4 separate regions of the Mus musculus genome follow, and regions 1, 2 and 4 are each linked to region 3. The links are chromatin contacts, called in public HiChIP or PLAC-seq maps. All regions are on one chromosome and are shown on one strand. The core of a region is the stretch at or near the end of the contact, and the rest is flanking DNA. Distances in the headings are between cores, read along the strand shown. Region 1 overlaps Gm33083 (a long non-coding RNA gene). Region 2 overlaps Gm33083 (a long non-coding RNA gene). Region 3 has its middle 91 kb from the start of Gm32974. Region 4 holds the start of Epha4 (Eph receptor A4).

Evidence for each region. HiChIP or PLAC-seq counts read pairs in DNA pulled down with a chosen protein or histone mark.
Region 1: a contact with region 3 is called in a CTCF HiChIP or PLAC-seq map of the NIH/3T3 cell line, with 23 read pairs. The contact joins two enhancer-like sites. A contact is called at or near these places in 1 of 15 datasets of contacts at CTCF or cohesin (the NIH/3T3 cell line), 1 of 484 Hi-C or Micro-C datasets (nephron progenitors) and 1 of 115 datasets of contacts at active chromatin or transcription factors (the NIH/3T3 cell line).
Region 2: a CTCF HiChIP or PLAC-seq map of the NIH/3T3 cell line shows a contact between it and region 3, with 10 read pairs. The contact joins two enhancer-like sites. A contact is called at or near these places in 1 of 15 datasets of contacts at CTCF or cohesin (the NIH/3T3 cell line) and 1 of 115 datasets of contacts at active chromatin or transcription factors (pancreatic cancer cells).
Region 4: a contact with region 3 is called in a FOXA1 HiChIP or PLAC-seq map of pancreatic cancer cells. The contact joins the promoter of Epha4 here to the enhancer-like site in region 3. A contact is called at or near these places in 1 of 39 promoter capture datasets (hippocampal neurons), 1 of 15 datasets of contacts at CTCF or cohesin (the NIH/3T3 cell line), 2 of 484 Hi-C or Micro-C datasets (embryonic fibroblasts and pancreatic cancer cells) and 2 of 115 datasets of contacts at active chromatin or transcription factors (embryonic stem cells and pancreatic cancer cells).

What each region holds. Positions count from the first base shown.
Region 1 is chr1:77,843,561-77,849,074 of GRCm38.p6, forward strand. The region is part of intron 2 of Gm33083 (a long non-coding RNA gene); the gene reads right to left. The region is part of intron 2 of Gm33030 (a long non-coding RNA gene); the gene reads left to right. Among named protein-coding and RNA genes, the nearest start is that of Gm33030, 33 kb to the left of the region's middle. Within about 2 kb of position 2,636, at least 15 of the 459 cell types and tissues checked have an H3K27ac peak or open chromatin away from gene starts, as enhancers often do. A contact at or near this core is called in the NIH/3T3 cell line, where this site is marked.
Region 2 is chr1:77,867,968-77,874,005 of GRCm38.p6, forward strand. All of the region lies in intron 1 of Gm33083 (a long non-coding RNA gene), which reads right to left. It overlaps Gm33030 (a long non-coding RNA gene), which reads left to right. Exons shown (of 4, transcript XR_373561.2): 3 at 3,238-3,308. Among named protein-coding and RNA genes, the nearest start is that of Gm33083, 25 kb to the right of the region's middle. Within about 2 kb of position 2,359, at least 8 of the 459 cell types and tissues checked have an H3K27ac peak or open chromatin away from gene starts, as enhancers often do. A contact at or near this core is called in the NIH/3T3 cell line, where this site is marked.
Region 3 is chr1:77,691,562-77,696,978 of GRCm38.p6, forward strand. No RefSeq gene overlaps it. Among named protein-coding and RNA genes, the nearest start is that of Gm32974, 91 kb to the left of the region's middle. Within about 2 kb of position 3,815, at least 13 of the 459 cell types and tissues checked have an H3K27ac peak or open chromatin away from gene starts, as enhancers often do. A contact at or near this core is called in the NIH/3T3 cell line and pancreatic cancer cells, where this site is marked.
Region 4 is chr1:77,512,484-77,518,300 of GRCm38.p6, forward strand. Epha4 (Eph receptor A4) reads right to left here and starts at 2,605. Exons shown (of 18, transcript NM_007936.3): 1 at 2,458-2,605. The coding sequence starts at 2,548.

The DNA.
Region 1 (5,514 bases), core at 1,386-3,885, 150 kb after region 3:
CAAATGAGTGACTCCCACTGGGTCCCTTTCTTAGCAAAGAAACTGGAAACAGGAAAATGTCCCTCAGTTCTCTCTGTACTTAACCATCGAAGGGAGTCTTCCTCAAGCCAACAAGAACACTCTTTGGAGTTGAGAGTAGACAGCATATATGGCTGCTTCGGTTAATTTCACACCGGTGAGTCCAAGAATACAATCCTAACCTGTGCTAACTCACTCTTTTCATGGGGAATCATCAACCCCACACTCTTCTTTTTTTGTAAATGCACACAGGAGTCCCACTGGTTATAGCCCAGTTTTTCCCTTCTTTATGATGCACCACAGACAAGCCTGCCCTCCCTTGAGCTCTGTTTACCCGCCCTTATCACCTATCTGCAGTCTGCTCAGCTGCCGAGGCACGAGACTCGGTGACAAAGAGCCATAAACACCATGTTTTCCTTGAAAGGTATCAGTGAAATGTTACATTGTTGCCCCGATTGAGGGCAGAAAAGGAAGATTCTTGAAAGGGTGTCAGATTATCTTCTTTTGTCAGAGGTGAAATGGATAATTAATTTGCATCTCTGCCTTTCCACAGCCAGTTTACACCTGTCTGGTAGAATAAATTAGAAACCATGAAAAATCATCAGCTCCTTTGTTTAGATTTTGCTCAAGGAAGTCTTAGAAAATGCCAGCATTTCAAAAGTATTTAAAATAACAGATATCGGGTTCCTGCTGCCATCATTTTCAGACTCACGGTCGGTCGGTCGGTTTTATCATAAAGGCTTGCTTGAGTGATTCCCAAGGAGCCGGATGAATGTGGCCTCTGAAGATACGGAACAGACAAGGATGTGAAACAGAGAGAGAGAGCTGGGGAAGACTCAAGGCAAAGAACACTGGAGGAAGAGATGTGAAGAGGTGGCTTTGTACAACAAAAATCTAAGCATTTCCACTTGCCTTTGAATTAGGAATCTGATGTCAATAGTCCAGTGCAGCAGGGAAAGGAACGACAGATGGCAGGACAAGCAAAGGGTAGAAAAGGGAGAGAAAAATCAAACGGCATTCTGTGAATATATCGAAGAAGATTTTAAAAGGCTTAAAACGTGGCTGGAAGATGGTTCAGTAGGTACATATGGGTACGAGGGTCCTAGTCTGATTGCCAGATCCCCTGTATAGAAGCTGGGGTTGGTAGCATGCACTTACTGTCCCAATGCTGGGGATACGGAGACAGGCAGATCATGGGGCTCTCACTAGGCAGCCGGTCTAGCCTACTCTGAGCTCCAGGCCAATGAGAAACCCTGAGAAAATAATGTGAACAGCTCTTCAGAAACAACATGTGCGTGGCTTCCACATGTGCATACATGAGCACCTGAGCATGCAACCTACCCCCACCCCCTGTCCCCACCTCCACCCACACACACATAAGCAAAGGTTTAAAATGTGTCCAGGTAGACGCTTTTGATAGAGGGATACAGGTATTCTTCAGCATGAAGAAATAATAGTACACCAACCAAGTTTAACAACAACAACAAAATGTCATGACATTGTGGAGGACAACTTATGGGGTGAGATATTCTATAGCTATGGGCTGGTTAGCCTGGGGCTAAGATGGAGCCCCATGCAGGGGCAGAAATAAACAAAACAGAAGGTAGGAAGAGTCTGGAGTACTTTGGAGCATGGTACCCAGTGACAATGTAAAAGAAAGGGAAGATACCACTAAGATTTCAATGATGCATTATAATGCTGTCCACTAAATCAGGGTGGACACAATGAAGAAGGGACTTTGTAAAAAGGGAGATAAAAAGATAAAGCTGGATTATCACCTGCCATGCAAGTAGATGAGACCAAGAGAATTATGAACAGGCAGTTGTTGCCTTGGAGAGTGCGTGGGATTGAGGTTTTGTGATGGGCCATCTTTGTGGTTGTTGAGACAGGGTTTTTCTGGAGCTCTAGATGTCCTGTGTCTGTGGCAGTTATGGGCCGCATCCTAGAACTGTGAGCCAAAAGAACCACTTCCTTCCTGTACTGGCTGGTTTTGTGTCAACTTGACACAGCTGGAGTTATCCCAGAGAAAGGAGCTTCAGTTGAGGAAATGCCTCCATGAGATCCAACTGTAAGGCATTTTCTCAATTAGTGATCAAGGGGGATCAATTAGGGATCAAGCCCCTTGTGGGTGGGACCATCTTTGGGCTGGTAGTCTTGGCTCTATAAGAGAGCAGGCTGAGCAAACCAGCAGCAGCAAGCCAGTAAAGAACATCCCTCCATGGCTTCTGCATCAGCTCCTGCTTTCTGACCTGCTTGAGTTCCAGTCCTGCATCTTTTGGTGATGAACAGCAGTATGGAAGTGTAAGCTGAATAAACCCTTTCCTCCCCATCTTGCTTCTTGGTCATGATGTTTGTGCAGGAATAGAAACCCTGTCTAAGACACTTCCTTAAGCGAGTCTGCCGAGTGTTCTGGTACAGTGATGAAGAAAGCTACCAAAACAAATGTATATTTCAGGGCGGACTGTTTAAATACAGAAATGAAATAAATCCTCAAGATTTCCTACTGATTAATCATATGGAATGTCTACCCTTAGAGAAAGAGAGAAGGATGGAAATCTTGAGATCCGTGTAAGGCCTTGACGACGGAAAGTCAGAGGAATCCAACGGACAACTCATGCTACAGAAATGTAGCTATGTGAGATGAATGAGGTGGTCAGTTGGGTATGAAAGGCAGACACGACGTTTAAAGTATGCACTTAGAAAAGGGGAATTCCATATACATGAAGCCAGAGGAGATGCCAGAGATAAAACCGGTCATCAGCCAGCAGCTCAGCTACATTCTGCAAATTGCCTGCATGGAGACAGAGTCAGCTCCCAACACAGGCTTTGGCACACCCTGTGGATCTCACTTGAACAGAGCTGTATCCTGCCCCTGCCCTCCTATTAGAGCTGGCTGACATCCTGAGCCTACCTCGCCAAGAGGTTCATGAATCCTAGAAAACAGCCTTACCCAAGCTAAGATGGTTCAGTCCAGCAGCACAAGAAGACAGCAGGTACCTGGCAAAGATCCAAACACGATGAAGCCAGGCAGCCAAACAAACCGACTTTTTTTTAGGTCTGGGGACCCTGCAAACCTGGAAAGGCCTTCATGGAAGGTCTGGCTTAGAAGAAAGACATCCCCGGGGAAGAAGTCAACCGCTAAAGCAGCCCTGAAAAGGAATTGTTCAAAGTAGCCCAGGCCCCATTAGGCAGAGGAGAGGAGGCAGGGGTGGGGGAAACCAGATGAATAACAGTTTCTGAGCAGCACTGGGGCCACAGTTAAGATCCGGAAGTCCTGATTTGTAGCGCATCCATTTATATATAAAAATTAGACTGTGTACATGAGTACTGGCTGTCTAGCCAAGAGCTAATGCACATATGCAATATTTTGTCTCCAGTAATGGTACTTAAATTTTTTAAAGTAAACTCCAACAGTCAAACACGATTTTAAATTGACCTTCCTCCTGGTGCTGGTGCATTTAGCAAATGCCTTTTCCTCGCTCAGCATTTCTTGTTCGGTCCTAAAACCCAAACAGAATTGATTTGTTTTTGAATCACTCCATTCATGAAGTTGTGTTTGGAAGAAAAGAAAGGGGCAATGAGTTTTCATCTTGAACTGGCTTTGATCTGGGGACAAGAAAAATAACCTTTTAGATATATATCTTGAAGGTGGTGGGTAGAAAGTAACTCGCGTCCTATTTGTGAGTTGCCCACATAAAATCACTGGAAATCGGTTGGCTCTCGGCCTAGGACGCACCTTCATTTGTCCTAGGTCTGTGATGGTTGTCAAACTCCTCCCTGCCTCTGAGCCCCTGCCCTCCTGTCGGAGCTGGCTGACATCCTATCAAAGAGCAGCAAACACAGAAAGGAGGGTAAGCAGATGGTGATTTGGAAAACATTTTTCCCTAGAGGGGATTTTTTAAAAAATCCTATTCTCACATAATCAGATAAGAAGCTCCTCAACCATTGTCCATAAAACACATTGGTGGGAGACAGAGACCTGTTATTTGGGAGGGAGGGGGCATTTTTAAAATGTTTTCATTTCCAGATTTCTCTTTATAGAAAGCTTAACAAGCATTTCCCAGTGAACCTTCACTGAAGACCCCAAATGGCAGGCATCCCTTTGTGTTAATAGTCCATTAGGGAAGGACCATTGGTTTCTAATACCAAGATGCTTGTCTTCAGGCCACTTGGTAGAGAGCCCCGAGGCTCGGCTGAAGAGGTCAGAGCCGTCAACGGGAAGGCTCCAGGAGCGCATTCGGCTTCCAGCTCTGCATCCTCAGACTTCAGAATGCCAGCAACCAAAGCTCATATTCCTGGGCTCTGGATCTGACCCCTCCGTACTCTTACTCAACAAATCCTGCTGGCCTTCAACAGGGGGAGATATTATTCTGGTATTCCTGGGAGGCCATGAAACCACACAAGCATTAAATCACAGTGCCTAACAGTGGCAGTGAAGGAGAGAATCCAGACCTCAGATCAGACTGGAGCCAAAATTCAAAGCAGAAAGCACAGCCTCTTCTCCATGCCAGCCCCAACCCTCCTTTTAAATCCCACTCCCAAGCACTGCCTATCTTTCCTCTGCCCTAAAGGATCCAATTTCTAAACAGTGGTTATGAGAATTATGTCTTTTTTTATCGATGCTGTTATAATACAAGAAGCCCCGGGTGCTATGCAGTTTTGAATGCCTTAGAGCTGATGTCCTCTTTAATTTTCACTTGCCCTGTGAACAAGTGGATGTGTGTAGCCGCTAATGCATTTCAAATGTAATACAATCCTCCATCCACACAAAACCTACAATGGGGTCACCATTAACTTCCTACCCTTCACTCTTGTGAGCTGGTATTTAGAACAAGAAAATGCTTTTGGCTTTTGGCCACCAAAAGCTATGAGGCATACCTTAGAGAGTGACAAACAAGAGGCTCTGGCAAAAATCTGAACCCACTCTGAGCTAACTTCTTTTTTAATCTTTCCTGCCCTGGCACAAAGGAAAGAGCCAAATACAGACCTTTTCTGAGGTCTACAAAAGAGGAAGAGGAATGTTAGCATGCTTGACTGACCAAGGAGTAATTTCAGGTTTCATTCTGAATGAGAGCCTTTTAATTATATAAACATACCATCAAAAAAATGGACCATATACACTGAAAATGTTAAGAGTCATTCAGATCTGTGAATGTGTGTTTAGCCCATAGCCGTCTTCTGGCTCTCCTCTCAGCTGTACTCATATGCTAATATCCACAGTGGTCAATGTCTGAGAATAGTTCAGGACCAGGGAATGTACAGACTATCATTCCTGAGAATGGGGATGTTGCTCAGTTGGGGGAGTGCTTGTATATTGTACTTGATACTCTGCATTTGATTCCTTAGCACTGTATAAAACTAGTGCTATATACTTGCAGTTTGAAAACTTGGGATGTATTGAGCAAGGGACCAGTAGTTCAAAGCCATCCTTGGCTACATAGCCAGAGCCTTGGGGTTTAATATAAGTGGCCTGAAGACAAATACTTGGTATGAAGA
Region 2 (6,038 bases), core at 1,109-3,608, 170 kb after region 3:
ACCTAGATATTTGAGCCAACATTGTTCTAGATGTCTCTGAGAAAGTCTTGCTTAGATGTCATTAACATTGCAGGCTGAGTAAAGACAGTCACACCTCAGAATGCAATACATCTCTCCCAAAAAAGGGGAAGCCCTTAGCAGAAAAAAAAAAAAACACTGAGAAGGAGAAGTTTGCCAACAGACAGCAGTCATACTCTAGCTCAACCTCTAGAGTACTACAATTCTTTAGGAAAGATGTTATGGTGACCGCCCCCCCACCATAAAATTATTTTTGTTGCTACTTCATAACTGTAATTTTTCTATTGTTGGGAGTCATGATGTAAATATCTCTGTTTTCTGATGGTCTTAGGTGATGCAATTCCTGTGGAATGTTAGTTGACCCTTAAAGGGGGTCGGGGGTCGTGGTCCACAGATTGAGGACCGCTGCTTTAGCTGTAGTACTGTTTCTTGAGGAATTCAACCTGCAGGTGTATTTTATACCTGCAGCCCTTAGACTTGACTGCTGCTGGGGTATCATCTGTATTAGACAACCCTTATAAGTCTCCTCTTTCCTTTCCTCCCTTACCAACCTCTCTCCCCACCTACATCCATCTCTTTTCCTCCTCCTTTCTTCACCTCTTCCTTCTTTCATTTCTCTCTCTCTCTCTCTCTCTCTCTCTCTCTCTCTCTCTCTCTCTCATCTACACACAGAGAATCTCTTGGTTATGTTTTTATAGAGAATGTTGACTAATACTAATAAGATGTTAAGGATGGAACTGGAAGAGGGGCTGTGTGGGGGAGGACTAGGAGGAGAAGTGGGACTGCGATCAAGATGATGAGAGAGAGAGAGAGAGAGAGAGAGAGAGAGAGGAATGGGGCTGAAGAGAAGGCTTATAGTTAAGACTGTCTACTGATCTTGCAGAGAACCCAGCTTCAGTTCCCAGCACACACCTCAGGCAGCTCACAGATACCTCAACTCCAGATCCAGGGGATCCAACACTTCTGGCCACTGTGGGTACCTACATGCCCACCGACAAGCCCGTATGGTGAAATACATAAAATTTTAAATAACATAAATAAATCTTTAAAGAGGTATTTATATCTGTATTATGGTTATTCCAGTGAAACAAGTATAGACATTTTATAAATCAAAAGAATATACTGGTGTATAGCTGCTGTGGTTTTTCAAAATGCCTATTTGAAAGAGAACTCTTGAAGTAAGAGAAATCTCCAGGCCACCCATGAGTCACACCATCATAGAGATTCCCCTGATCAAAACCAAATGTCATATTGCTGCTTGAGAAATGTCACATAATTAGAAGGAGACTGAATAAGAGTCATCCACCTGCCACAGCATGAGGGAGGGGATGTGAGAGAGAATGAATGGGAAGACAAAGCTGGTGACACACAGTGACATAGTGTACCTGGTACAGGGCTTGGCCCTGGAGGCACAGCAGGCCCCACAGCATTCATACAGCACAATGGGAAGAGATGCTGTGAGCAGCTCATGCCATCAAAGTCGAGTTACTGCCAATAAATCATAGAAAGACCACAGCATCCCTAAGAGCAGAAGAGAGCCTTGTACCTTCCCACTCTTTCCCCACATGAGGACCCCCATGGCTCAGCTTAAAGGCTAGACACATGAAAAGGGGCTATGTACCTACTGAGCATTGATCTTTCTACTCACTTGTTCGGACTGATGCATTTTACTGATTCAGACAAAATTATAATTTGCTTTTTGTAAGATTCCTTCCTTATGAAAAGATTATAATTTATCATGTATTTTCCCCCAAAGTAATAATCTCTAAATCACTCGATGAATGTATCCCTAAATTGTGGTTTAAATAATGCATCATGATGCACAAAGTAACTAGGGTAAGATGGAATTTAACAAATATATCTTTCAAGTATTAACATGCTGTCACTACAGATTTAACTTGGTGATAGAGTGCTTGCTTAGCATGGGCATGAACCTGGGGGTAATTTCCTGTACAATTAAAAAAAAAAGACAATTGGTGGCTGCTGAGAGAAGGAGAAGAGTTTTCTTCAAGAACGATACCCCTGACAGGTTCCCGTGCTTCAGTGAATGATCTACACATGCGCACATACTGGCATCACTAAGCACAGTTAGTGGTTTTTTTCTTTTTAAAGGAGCACATAATTTGGGAGGGAATAGTGGTGGGCAAGAAAGTGGAAGAAATGGGGGAGTAGGAATACATGGTGACTTTGAGCAGAACATATTATATACATGTATGAGATTTTCAAACAATAAAAGCAAACAAAAACACAGCAAAAGCCCAAAGAAGCACATAGCCCAACCACGACTCATTACATTCTTATTACATTCTTGTAACACTTACTGATATGCCACAAGTATTATAAAACAAACCTAAGAGTAGAAAACGTCCAAGTTCTTGCAATCTTCAGCAATAGTGACTTACCATGTAGCTTGGGAGGACAGCAAAGTGCCTCTGTTGTTCTGGAACCTCACAGAAGCCTCCAAGCCAGCAATTCATAAGAAGAAATTCTCAAAAGGCAATGAGATTTTTCATTTAAAATTGTATGGCTTTTAGTAGCAGCAAAAACGTCCATTAAAACTACTTTTCTTAAAATCATTATAATTTACATTCAGCTTATAAAGTAGTGAGTTACTATATGGTTATTTTTCCCATCTATTCAGAGTTCATAACTAACCCTAACCCTTGCCTGTCCTAGATGAAGAGTTGACTATTGATATTTTTTACTACATGAACACATAGACAAATAGCCTTCTAAGCATATCTGTTAATACACATAGGCTAATACTGTTCTCTGATTTGGACAGCGAAGGTCATGTTCAAAGTGGCTGACAGTGGATGCAGAGACTCACAATTGGTCAAATTGCTGAGGATAAATGATCTTGAGTTCTCATCCCTACACTGGGCATCAATAAGACCCTGTCCAAGGACCAGGGAGCATCATAAGAGAGGAAATAGAAAGACTGTAAGAGCAAGAGGGTGGGGAGGAGTACTGAGCTGTCTTTGGGATGTGACACACCTGTGACAGTCATGATGCACTGTACAATAGCTACCTGCACATCCAAAGTCAAAAATCCATGAAAGTCAGAGGGGTAATGGTTGAGAAGCATACAGGGATCCATGAGCATGGAAGGAAGATGAGAGGGCAACAGGGGCTGAGGGTGATCAACATGCTTATAGACACATGTAAAGACTATAGTAAATAAATTAGAAGATCTAACCTTTTCTGTATTTATTCTAGTAGGTTGCCCCACATGGATTCCCCACGAGGATGATGCACCAGGAAGAACTCTTCATCTCCCGGATGCCTGGGTATCTGTCTAATATTTATCTACTGAAAATACTAAAGCAATAACCACACTTCAGCATGTTAAGTACAAATCAGTCCAGTGAGGCCAGACCTGCCGACTCAAAAAGATGTCAGAGAAATTTCTTTGTAAGGGGGACGTCATAAAACCCTTGAACTCTTCTCCCTTGTGTGTCTCAGAGGAAAGTGGTTTCTCCAAAACCCTAAGGAAGCCACTTTAGCATTTTTTTTCAGAACATAGCTTTGTATTCATCCATTCAGTGCACTCATCTTAGATGCTTTTTAAAAATAGCACATTATTATCTAGTCCTGTGACTTAAGTTTGTTTCTCCTTTCTCCCCTGCAATACAGATTTAAACTTCCAAGGGCAGGCATGGTCCCCTATGCCTCTCATTCCTCCACACTGCGGGTGATTCTTAGAGTCATGTTTACCTAATTCTTCAGAGGCTAATAATTCACTACCTCACTCTGGTCCAGGAAAGCAAGATAAGTTTAGTGGTGTCAAACAAATTGTGGTGGCCTTTATTCATAATGCATTTGCTTCAAATGCCAGCTTGCTGCAAATATATGCCAGGGACCTGCCAAACAATAAAAAGAATAAAGGTTCATGGCCCAATGTCCCACAAAGTTTACTGACCACATCAGTAAATCTCTGTGAGGTAGAACAAGGACAGCCAGCTCTGAATTCAAGCAGGCCAGTGGTGTAAGGAAGGGCAAACATGACTTCAGTGCTTGTCAGCTGGGACAAAAAGATGCACTCGGCCATCCCTACGCAGATGGGAGACTTGGGGGTCTATGAATACTCCTTATGGAGCTGTGAAAATCTGCAGAGGCCATCAGTCCACAGATTTACACTTAAGATTCTGAAAACTAAGCAATCAGGACTGGAGTCTGCATGGCTAGCCATTGTTCTACTATAGTGATGAGCTACTTATGATAAAAGATGCAGTGTGCGGGAGAAAGAATTATCCTGAGGAGGACCACGATACCAGTTTGCTTCAGCAACAGCACAGCAGTTTGGAGCTAGACTGCTTATTTCCAACCTTTTAGGATCATAGATGAGGAAGGTGAGGGAACAGAATGACTTTCTGAAAATATACCACCATCTAGTTAAAGAGTCACAATTAGAGTCAGAGTCAAAAGGAAGAGGCAGCACCAAGAACTAAATTATTTTGTACTCATTCCTTAATGTTTGTGAAGTAGATTGGTTTGAAATAACTGTGATGGCAGAGGAATAAGAATAGTTGATTTTCTGAGTCATTTCAAGAGCTAAATTTTATTTCTTGATTGCAGAAGCATTATACTTCTGTGACCTGAAACCACCATAGATTTACATTTTTAATCAGCCTATTTGTTGCTCTAACAGCTGCCCTTATTTCAAATATTTTTCACTGGCCTAATACAAACAGATTTCTATTACACCTTTATGAACAAATACACTAATGTATATTTTTGTTCTAAAATGAGCATGCATTAGTCACAATGCTCTATCATTTGCTTTCCTCACTAACATATTTCTTATAGCTGTTTGCATGGATGTACTTTGTGTTTTGTTGTTTTTGTTGCTGTGGTTTTGGTCTGGTTTTATTTCTATTAGTTCTTTGAGAATTTATTATGACCTGTTTTGACCATACTCACCCTCCCTCCCCAGCTCTTTTCAGACCCACCTCCTTTTCCTTTCCTGCCCAATTTTTTGCTCTTCCCTGACCCCATCAAGGGCACTTGTGCTACCCAAATAGTCCTGAATGTGTGACCTTCCACTGGATCATGGTCTGCTTATCAAGGGCTATATGATTAGAGAAAGCTGGCCTTTCTGTTTTTGGCAGCTAGGTATTAGCTATAGTTTCTTATCTCTGGGTAAAGCTACATGACAAACTCCTCCCTCTGTGCTGAGGTTTGGTTCAGTTTAGGTTTGCAAAGGTCTTGTGCATAGCATCACAACAGCTGTGAGTTCATATGGAAACTGTGCTGCAGTTTTCAGAAGACACCATTCCCTTACAGTCATCTGCCGCTCCATCTCCATGATGACCCCTGAGCCACTGTCATACTCCATGGTACATATACATGTATAGATCATCTGTTATTTATTCTATTGGGTCAAAAGTAGGCCTGGTCTAATTACTTATCCCTACAAAGAATACTGTCTTAAACCTCTGACTCTTGATTGATATGGTATCCTTTCAGTCAGATTCATAAAGTGGGTTTGATGAACCATAGGGTGTCAATACAACTTCTAACACAGTCTGTGGGAAATCTTTTTCACACATTTTAATACATTTTCTTTCAGGAACTATGTTTAGTAGATGCTGAACTGAACGCATAGTGGAGTATTTCCTTTTCTTTTGAGGTTTCTTTGAAGATCCCTTAGTTATAGGGTGATTTTTCCCCCATTTATCTTGAAAACCAATATAATGAATGCCAAATGAGCACATGTCAATGAATATTCATGGTCTCCAGTACAAGTGCTTTGGAATGACTTTAATTTTCAAACCCTGACCTTGTTATGACCCTTAAAATTAAAATATTGTACAGTGATGTAAAACAGTGTTATATCACAGTCTATAAAGAAAAACAGAAGGTACCAAAGGTGCCATATTTGGTGACACAAACTGTCCCTGTTTTTAATCTCCTTTCCTCCTAGCTTTCCTCTTCTTCCTCCTACCCTCCTCATTATCCTCTTCCTCTTTCTCCTTTGATATTTACTGGGCATTATGTGCCAAGTAGAGCATATACCC
Region 3 (5,417 bases), core at 2,565-5,064:
GGACTCATTGTCACCACATCCCTACTTTATGTCCTACACAGGAAAGAAATAAGGCTCCCCCTGCAGGTAGGCCTATGACAGGAGTAGTAAGGAGAGATGGCAGCTTGATATTAGCCTGTCCTACACTGGTTATTTTTATTTATTTATTTATTTTTATTGTGGATTGATCTAGGACTAGGTCATTAAGAGGCATGAAAGGGATTGTGTAGGCTGATATAATTTCAATGCTCATGTCATTAAGTTTTTAAGTTGAATCCTCACTTCCAAGGCGGTGGTTTTAAGAAGGAGGGCTTCTTGTAAGTTCATTACCAGATGAGGGTGGAACACTCATGCAACCATGATTACTACTCTTAAGGGAGACACCAGAGGGCTAGCTTGGCCCTTCTACTTGCTGTAAGAATACAGCAAGAGGTTTTTATCTAGTGTCCAGACACTAGGCCTTCACTTGATACCAAGTTTACAATGTTCTTGAACTTCCTAGTTTCAGGACTAAGTGTAAGAAAAAAATTCTTCTATTTATAAGCTTGAGAAGACCAGGGGGCAGGGCAAGAGCATGGAGAGGCCTTCTGCGGGAGACTTAGGTGGCAGCTCTGTAAGGCAATGGCTTCCCTCACAGAGATTGATTAGAGAGACAGTCTTTGCTTGTCCATACTGTTTATTTATTGTTCATCATGGAAAATGGGTACATACAAGTTCCTCAGGGTAGACCAGAGGTTAAATACCTTTTGCAGGAAGGAATGCCCATGAAGGGAAGTTCATTGGCTAAATGCTCAGGGCCCATCTAGATACCTCATTAGCATGGAGAACTCTGTTCTGTGCTACATAACCAGTGGTCATGTTCTTTATGTGGGGAGTTGGGGGTCACATGTGCCAGGCCAGGAATCTGGTCAGGATTAGATAAAACTCCTACTGTCCTCAGGTATAAAGTACCAGGGTTTCTAAACCCACTCAACCTTACCAAGTTTCCCGACAGGATCCATTGCCCCACACAGGTTCTGATGTTTTATTTATCAATATGACTGGAATAAAAAAGGGGTGTGAACATAGGAACTGAAACATTGTCATGCATGATTCAGAGGAGTCCCAGGGTGATTACAGTTAGTTAATGGTAGCATACTTAGTTAAGAAGATTGAATCACTTGTCAAGTCAAGTAAAGTGAGCAACTATTCGTCACTGAGAAGCAAGGCAGCAACATGTGCAGATAACTTACTTATACTAAAACACTCCAGACTGTTTCCATACATCTTCCCACATGTATGTCTGTCCAGCTTTCTATTTATCCAAGTAGAGAACTGCATGTGACTCACTAACTTTATTACCTCGGGCAAGCTACCTGGTATCTCCAGGTCCCAGGCTCCCCTATCCAGTTAGTAAAAGAAAGAAAATAATGGTTCATTTGCTTTATGGAATTTTGTGTAGACTATAAGTGGTCTAGATGAAAGCTTAAAAATGACAAGTGGTATTTGGTAAGGGTCATGGGTTTTGATATAATTCTATTTACTAGAAAGAAAAAGACGTGAAGACACATGGATCCAAATTGCTCCTGGCAATTATCTTGGCATAGGTGAACATGATTTGATAAGGAAATAAGGACATTATTTTTACCTCTGACCAAAAACTGAAACAAAAACTAAAACTCCTTAAGGTTTTAAGAAAGAATGCTGTGCAAAAAAAATGTATTCATAAGTTGCTTGTTTAATCGTGGCATAAAGTAGAAGGGTTTGCTGTATGCTTTCAATAATAACCTCCTGTGACTCCACTGGTGAAGTCCTTTTCCCTCTCATTATATGCTGGCTGGTGCCAACCTTTGTAATCCTTTCCCAAGAGCTATCTTCCTATATGATGGTTTTGCTTCTTCAAATTCCTTCAATCCCAGCACTGATCACACCTCTATTTGTGAGCTCCCCATGATAAATACAATGCGGTATACACAGTCCGTGTCTAGGTTAACTTATCACCACCTCTGGATGCTGAAGATGCACAATACATCATCGCTTCTAAAACTGGGCACAGGCAGTAAATCCTTTCTTGGCCCACTGACTTCCCTGAGTAATCAACAGAGGTGCCATCAGTGACAATTGAGCTTTTAGGTCTGACAGCAGCTATAGTGATAATAGTTAACACTTAGCACTTCCTGTGCATAGCGAACACATTCCTCTTAGCTATTCTCTAACACTTCACTCTTTGTCTTTTTCCCATTCTTTCTTGAGGACACCCAAGAGCTTTTCTCATGTGAGCCACGTTTATATATGAGAAATTAAAGATGAGAGGATTCCAAGATATTTATCTATTCACTAATTAAGTAATGATAACAATAACTCAACATAAAAATATGTAGTGTTATGAGTTACATGTTATAATAAATATTTTTAATAAAATGGATGTATTTTTAAAAGAAGAAATATTAAAGAAATTGTGACTTTGTTTGACTCTTGCAACTACCCTTAATATCCTGCTTAATGGAAGACACTGGGATTCTTTGATCTCCTTCGTTCCCAGTGATGAGATGTTGCATGCCATGCTCCTTCTGAACACTCTACTGGACACCCATAGGAAGAGGGAGAAGGCATATCAATTTTCTATCAGTGTGGAAATAAAAGTAAGGGGACAGATAATTTATAAACATTGACCCAGCAAAATCAGGAACCCCCAGAGTTCTCCAGAACACATTTTAAGAATAACTATTTTAATTTCTCCTCAGAAAGATACTCTAAAGTAACCAATATTACTTCCCCTTTAAAGGTTATGAAAGCAACACTCAGAGTGCTCAGGAAACTGTCTTCTTAGTAAAGGAATCAGCCTTTGAACTTAAATCCAGATCTTTAATAATCATATATGTTGCTTTATAGTGGTAAGTACACATTTCTAAATTCTCTACCGTGACTCTATAGAGGGCAATGACTGTCCTTGTCAGTCATGGCTTTCTTTGTTTCTTTCTTTGTTTGTTTCTTTCTTTGTTTGTTTCTTTCTTTGTTTGTTTCTTTGTTTGTTTGTTTCTTTCTTTCTTTCTTCTTCCTTCCTTCCTTCCTTCCTTCCTTTCTTTCTTTCTTTCTTTCTTTCTTTCTTTCTTTCTTTCTTTCTTTCTTGTATGTATGTATGTATGAATGTATCTATCTATCTATCTATCTATCTATCTATCTATCTATCTATCTATCATCTATCTATCTACCTACTTCCTACCTATCTATCATATCTTTATTAGAAATGATGACAGATATATCATCACTTGGAATGATCATTTGTAATCTATCTTTGTATCTTTGCCCCTGACAGTGCCTGATAATGTAATTTGAGTAAATGAATGAGTAGAAGCATGTTTTTATACAAGCAGCATTAGATCTGAAAAGAAATAACTTCAACAGCTGCTTTACTTCCTACTGCACCCCGAATAACATGTTTTGTGGTTCTTATCTTAAAGTTAGGAAGAGATTCAGATAGGGCATAAGTGCAGCAGATCCTATGGCAAGAAGTGCTGGAAACACAGTCAGAAAAGGCATAGAATAGGCTTAAAACTATTTCAATATTCTACAAGTGATTTAGAAGAACAAGAGCGAATTTGAAGTTTACATTCTCAACAAAACACTATCCGTTGTCCCACCATCATATTTTGTTCCAATAGATTCAAGTCACACCTTGCTGGGTGCTTAGAAGGTCTGTTTCTAGCCTTTCAATTAGATCATACAACTATCCACAGGTCTCTTATGCACTCAGATCTGAACCTCAGTTATGCAACAGACCCAGACTGTGAGTCAAGGGAAAGGAAATCTTTGACATCATATACCCACTAACATTTCATCGTGGCCAGGCTCACTGGAATGCTGATGATAAGCAGCAAACACTCAATGTATAACTATATAAAGAGTGGATTGTTGAAGGTAGAACTTTGCACATTCCCATCTGTGATTCACAGAGTGTGTTGCAACTTTATGGCTTGAACCAAGAGAGCCATCAGGCAGCTCGACTGCTGTTTACCAAGGGCACTCAGAAGCTCTGTAAAGAAACAAGAGTCTGATGGCGTGAATCAGAAGACAGGACAAACAAGAGAAGGAAGAGAAAAGGGACTACATCTGAGCTTGTCTTAACTTAAACATACTGTCTGACCTGATTTACTATATTACTGATTATTCTCTAAGAATGACTCTGTTCTCCAGCTGCCTGTATTTCAATTTTGACTCACAGGTACCATAGAGTCAGAGGGAAATTTATTGTTCTTGTCTTTACAGCCAGGAAGGAGACAAAATGGACCAGAGTAAACAAACCTTGCATAGACCAGGGAGCATCAGCTATGTTGAGGACATAACATATCCAGAAGGTGCCATAGCTCACTCATTGCTTAATCTTTCTAGCTCTTATCCTTTTGGGGATCTGAAATAGAAGCAAATAGAAAAGTAGTCACTTCCTTCCCAGGAGAAAATTCTGCTCTGAGAATCTTACCCCCTGGGGCACCAAAGCCAGCCAACTCCCTACCACCATTCATGTGTCTTCCTCAACAACCCATTCCACAAACACAAAACAATGATCATAGATTAACCAAAGGCAGAGCAGTGGCCCCACAGGATGATGCCTTGGGAAATATGCAATTCATAATAATAAAAAAAGATGAAGTGTGTAATCAGATGCCAGTATGTGGTAAGCTAAAATAGTTAATTAAAAACAAATAGCTGGAGCAAGCTTGTCTGATAAGGAAGTGCTATTAAATGCAAAATACTAATAAGAAAAAAAAATTGGGTAAATGATTTTTCAACTAATTTATGATGGTAATTCACTCAAATTTAGATAACTCAAGGAAAGATGATAATGAGTAGGTGTTTTCCCAGGAAATGTGCATTTAACAAAAATGCAAATTATTTATGCTTTACCTTCTAAGATAAGCGACATGCAGAAATGTCTTCCAGCACAGTTTTGCTGTAAGCAGTGATCTTGGGAACCGAGATTGTATATGATGAATAACTCGACCTTTTACACTCTATTATCTTCCTCATTTGAAGTTCAACAGATGTATTACCACAATTAAATATTTCCAGCTAAAATACCAATTCTGGGAAAAATTACCATATTCATTGTAAAACCTTCCCACTCTCTGATCTCTATTGTCTGGAAGGAAAGGTTGGGTCACCTTGGGTTTCCAGCATGGGCCAGGGCTCTGAGGTCCTCTCCCTGAGCCCCAAGAGCACACACACATCCTACCCTGCCTCCTGGTAATTCCTTTTCCTTGTTCACTCTCACTTCTCACTTTGGAATTGATACCTGATTTCCAAAGACACAATCGTAATGCTCCACTGTCCTGGTGAGTAGGACCAAGACAGTTAGGTACATGCCAAAGAAATGTGTCAGGCTGGTTTTAGTAAAAATAAATAAATAAATAAATAAATAAATAAATAAATAAATAAATAAATAAATAAAAGAGCTAAGGAGG
Region 4 (5,817 bases), core at 1,355-3,854, 180 kb before region 3:
ATGGATTTAGTATGCTTGCGCTACACCTAACATTCGGCCTCCAAGCTAGGGGGGAAGGGAGAAGACGCCTCTAGAGCTGCGGTACCCTTCTCAGGTGCCTACGACATTGAAAGAGGGGCAATGAATTCGAAACCTATCCACACTGCCTTTCCCAGCACGATCTTCAGGCTTGGGGGTCGAAAGGCCCATCTAAAAGACACCCTGTGGGTTATTAATTTGATCAGGGAGGCTGGCTCTTCAGGCTGGGGGAGGGGTGGGAATGGGAGGCCCCTGTCCTGGCGGCCCGAGTACCCCAACTCTCTGTCTCACCCCCAGGACCTGGAATTCTGCCCACCTCCTCTCATTCTATCCCTCAAATCCAGGAAGCTAAAAACCAACCCCTTTGCCCTAGCTCTCCGAAAGATCCTTATTCCTGGGGTCTATTAATTATTCTAAAATGTAGAGCCTTGCCCGGGTCGTTCCCGCCTGGAGCTGTGCTCCCTTCTCCTCCCGGACCCCAGAGAAAAGCCCGCTACATCCACTTGGATTTATGTAAGGTGGATTAGGGACACAAAGGGAACAATAAGACCCAATTTACAAAAAAAGGGAGGGAGTAGAAAGGGAGGGTAAAAGGGAGAAAAGGAAACGTGACAGGAATAAAAAGCAACAAAATGAATTAATTTTTAAGGGAAGGAGGGGCAAGGGGGTGCAGCGCCCCCCCCGCGCCCCCCCCCCGCTTTCAACATTAGCCTACGGTTCCATCGAGCGCCTTTTTTTTTTTTTTTTTTTTTGGTCTAGGGCGCCCAGTCTTGCTTCCCAAAGAAAAAAAGAGGGGAAATTAAAGGTAAAGAAAAAAAAAAAAAAAGAATCCTAACTCTAACTACCTCTAGGTCTGGGGCGAGAGAGGTCTCTGGGGACACTTAACAAGTGTGTAAAGTAAGTAGCCATAGCCAGGAGAATGCGAGGTACGCGGTTCCGCTCAGAGGAAAAGCCCCGGGAACTGCCGAGGTGCTAAATCGAAGCCACAACCCCTGGAATGTGACGGAGTAGGGGAGAGACCACTCTTCTACCCCCACTGTCCCCTCCTCCGCCCCGGCACTGCCTGTGGGCAGGTGTACGACAAGGTCCAAACCTCTGCCTGGAGAGCTCCGGGTACCCTCTGTCTAGCCAAGCCTAAGTTGGTTTTTGGCTCCCTCCTTCGGAACAGAAAAAATGATAGTGGATTGCACAGGAATAGCTAGATGGACTGATGCCTGGGGAGACGGAGGCTGGCTGGCTGGATGGATAGATAGATGGATGTACGGAGTGGGAAGAATCGATGAGACAGATGCACAGCTAATGCGCGCAGGTTGGAACACGAACACAGGCCGGAGCCCACGTTCACACACTGTGCGCACTCGCTTACCCGGCACAAAACGTCCAGGTTCCTGCAGACACCCGCGCCAGGCACACATTTGCCCTCAAACACACACACACACACACACACACACACACACACACACACACACACACACACACGAGAGGAGGGGGAGAGAGACAGACAGAGATAGAGAGACAGGGACACATAAGGACAGAAATAGACACAGAGAGTGTTCCTTTCCCCCTAGGCCCATCACAAACTAAATGGTCACCACCTCTCCCCTCACCTCGGACAGAAAAACAGACAAACAATCCTTCCAGAACGTCGCAATAGACAAACAGAAAACGGCACACGAATGGGTCCCGTCGGTCATGCCTGTCCTTCTAGACTAGTCCAGTACCCCATACTGGAGAGAGAAGCTTACAGTGGGGTATGTTTAATTCGCTGACTGGTCCCCTAGTTTTGCTGGATGAGCTAAGGATCTGGGGTAGGGGAGAGGTAGGCCTGAGATTGCAACCTCCAGGGTGCGCGGCCCGATGGAGAAAAAGGTGTCTGAGGCCCGGTGCTAGAAATCAGGTCACCGGCGCCCGACAAGCGGCGCCACCACCGCTGCGCGCTCCGGAGACCAAGCAGCCGGGTCCCGGGAAGCGCTGCGCTGGGAAAACTTTGCAAAAACCCGGGCTCGCAAGGCTTGGACAAGAGGCCGGGCGCTCTGCGCTCTACGTTTGGGTTTCCCTTCTCGCCTGTGCTGCTGATGTAGAGGACTTTGCTCACACGTTTTTTTGTTTTGTTTTCAAATCCCGGTGTATCCCCTCGGGGCGCCTTGAGCCGGCCCTGCAGGCGGATGCTGATAAACTTTGGCCTTTCGCTACAAACTTGGGCAGAGTGGCAGCTTGCATCGGTCACCCTTCTCAGTTCAGACAGCCTGATCCTCCTCAGTCCCCACTTAAGAGGATCCCCTCTGTTCGGCACTCTTCTCCGGAGTGGGAACGCGAGGCTCATGCCGCGCTCTCCACCCCCCGCCCCCCACCCTAACTGGTTCTGAGCTCCAGAAGACCATTCATCAGTGAATCACCCCCTCCGGGTCCCGGACCGCATAAGGGCTGCCGGGCTCTTACCTTCATTCGCGGGGTATACCCTAGAACCGGTGACAGCGTCGCAAATTCCAAAGAGAAACGAAAAGAGGATGAAATAGAAAATCCCAGCCATGGTTCGCCGGTGCCAACGCTGCTCCTGCCGCTTCTATCCCAGTGGAATAAATGCTTAAGTTAGGAGTGCAGCAGTCTGAAGACATTGCCAAGAGGGTGGGACCGGCCCGTGACGTACACCCGCCAGTCCAGAGCTCGTGACCAATAGCAGTGCAGAACCAGCGCCACGTCCCCACCCCCACGGTGCAGAGCCCACCCCCGAGGTCCCGCCCCCTCCAGCCTCCGCAGGGCTCAAGGTCTCCCGAGGCTGGCTTCCCAGCAGTGATGGGTCTGTGCCCCCACGAGAGGCCCCAGACCTTGTCTCGATCCTTGGGGATCGATCCCTTGGACGGCAGAGGGAACTTCGAGAGACTCCGAAAGGACGGTGGGGAAGGCCAGAAAACGTTGGCATTCCCCGCCCGGCCCCAAGTCCGGAGGTGTGCGAGGGAGAAAAGACTCCTGTTGAGATGAAATAAGTCTGAAGTTGACCTGCACCTTGGCTCTTGCCCCTTGCCGAGGTCGTCGGGTCTCTGTACTGTCCACCCCAGCTAAGGTCGGGCGCTCTCTGCTGCACGCAGCCACCCTCACTGCCAGGTTTTGTGTCTTTATGGCGTTCCTCCGTGGGAAATGCTTTGGGCTGGGGGACTTTCGTAGCTTGATAATTCCTTTCCTTCTTAGTTACCTAGCCAGGGGGACCCAGTCATCTCCCCAGCAGCAGAGCGCGGTCACTTGTCCCCAATCTTCCTAACGTTTGGAAGTGATCCCTGGCCAGGTCCGGGTGTTCACATCGACCGAGCCCACTACGGGACTATGAAGGGAGAAATCACCTCGCGACAGCCCTAGCTACCGGGAACTCACTGTGCTTTCCAGGGAGTGTCCCTGGAACCACTTCTAGCCATTCCTGGACACTTAGGTGTAGAAGGGGAAGGTTGTAAGAATGCGAGCACCTGCTGCACAGAAGGGACAGACAGAGGGTCGCAAGCTGCCTGGAGCAGCTACTGTGGCTCTGAACTCCGAAGTCTCCCCGGTACTGATGGGGACAGTCTCCCAGGGGACCAAAATGAGAGGCTCTACCCGCAGAAACTTGTCCCACAACCCCGCGTTGTTCTGGGTGCCAACCATCGACTTCCCAGGGACGCAGACACCATCCGGTCCTCCGATGCTCAGGCCACCGGGGAAGCCAATTTGAGCGCCAACCGCAGCTCAGCTAGCTACCAAGGGACCCGCCCCAGTTGAAACTGGGTGGCTGGTCCCCAGGCGTTTGAAGGGGTGGGATTCCAAAAGATCCACCTTCCGTGCTCGCCTCAAGCTGCCCCTCCTTTGGCTCCCTCCCGGGCCAGATTTTCCTCCTCCAAGTCTGGGTCTCAGCCTGAGTGGAGTTTGAGTGGAGGCACTTTGCAAACAGCAGGGGCAGAGTATCTACGTGAACCAACCGCGCCACCTGCCGGCCAGATGCGGGAGCGCGCGGACCCGGAGCAAAGCAGAACGGACAAAGACCTCAGCCAGCCAGGCAGGTTGTCCAAGCCCGGCTAGTAATTTATTTACAGATTTGGTCAGGTCCTCCCATACTACGGTACGTAAAGTCCTGTCTCAGCTTCCTCCACCTAGACTACGAAAGAAGAACTCGGAAAACGTTTCATGGAGGAACTTCACATGCAAAGGATTTCATGAGTAGCTTGTCCCCTAAAATGGGAATATGGAGTTAAAAAAATCCAAGCATCACCGCAAGGTGTGGAGCAGGTAGAAATCCGAGCGTGGCTCCAGGCGCTTTCTGGTTGTTGTCATGGAGAACGATCGCGTTTCCCGTCCAGGGCTGGAGAACTGTGCTTGCAAATTCAGACCCGGACTAATCACACCAGCAACTTTTGCAGAAGGCAAGAGTGCGCCGGTGGGCAGTAGCTGAGTCGGTTGTCCAGAGGGACAGCGGCTAAGGCTCCTGGCATTTTGACTCTGCGGTTTGGAAAAACCTATTGGAATGTCACCCACAGGGGAAGTGGATTTCCGTTATTGAAGCTACTGATTTTACATCAGTGAAGCGCGCGGGGGGGAGGGGGGATTATGCACGCAGGAATATAAGTGTGTGCATAAATTATTAAAAATAACCGCGCTAAGTCCCCTTAAGAAAAGTCTCGATTCTTTCATGTGTCTTTCTGGCTTTTACCGAAAATAAATAGATAAAGATCTAGGATCCTATAGTTTGGCACACAGATTGAGAAAGGAAAAGAGCAACCCGGATTCTTGGGAAACATTTTTAAACAATAGGTGCCACTTGTGTCTGGGCAAGCGAGTGAGTACTGTGTATTTTCTATAGTTGAAATAGAAAACTAGCTGCCCATCTCGCTGAAAGCAGCAACATTTCGAAAGCACGCATCCCATCCCATGCGCACACTGAATATTAATCATCTTTTCTGGCTACAGATGCCTGAAAAAGCAGAGCTGAAGCAAGGATACAAACAGTCTTCCCTTGCCTACCTTCCCTTTGCTTCACTTCTCAGGCCTCACCGCAGCCCAGCTTTGAGGAGAACCAAGAAACTAAAGGCTAAGTGAGGGAAAGCCTGTCTTGTAGCCTCCTCAGTGAGATCACTGGGCATCTGTCCAGTGACCCCCAAAGAGAACACTCTCCTGGCCACTGGGATGACATCTAGGCCGAGCAAATACAGTTCTTTTTTGTTTGTTTGTCTGGTTTTGGTTTTGGTGTTTTGAGACAGGGTTTATCTGTGTAGCTCTGGCTGTCCTGGGACTCACTTTGTAGACCAGGCTGGCCTCGAACTCAGAAACCCGCCAGCCTCTGCCACCCGAGTGCTGGGATTAAAGGCATGCGCCACCACGCCCAGCGCAAATACAATTCTTTAGTGCAGAAATGAAAACATAGCGCTGGCCCTGGTGACCATCAATGCAGAACTGCTCTGTGCATTGTATACTCTAAGACCCTGGGGGTTTCTAGTGTTCCCCTCTTTATAACAAGCCAGTGGAGTCACATAAACACAAGATAGCGTTAGAGTTGCAGCTACCACCCAAACCACTTGGCGCTAAAATAAAATACACCTTTAGTCCCAGCACTACAGAGGCAGAGGTGAGTAGATCTCTTGTGAGTTCCAGGGCAGTCGGATCTGAATCGTGATTTCTACCCACGCTCTATAGTATGACCGTGTATCAATACATACAAACATTAAATAAACATAAAGTTAAATGGCTGGATTTCTTTAGGCGAAAGGACCCTACCCATAAGAATTCGTGTATAATTTGGGAATACTGAGAGACATGTTAGAATATTTGTGCTAATAAGCATAC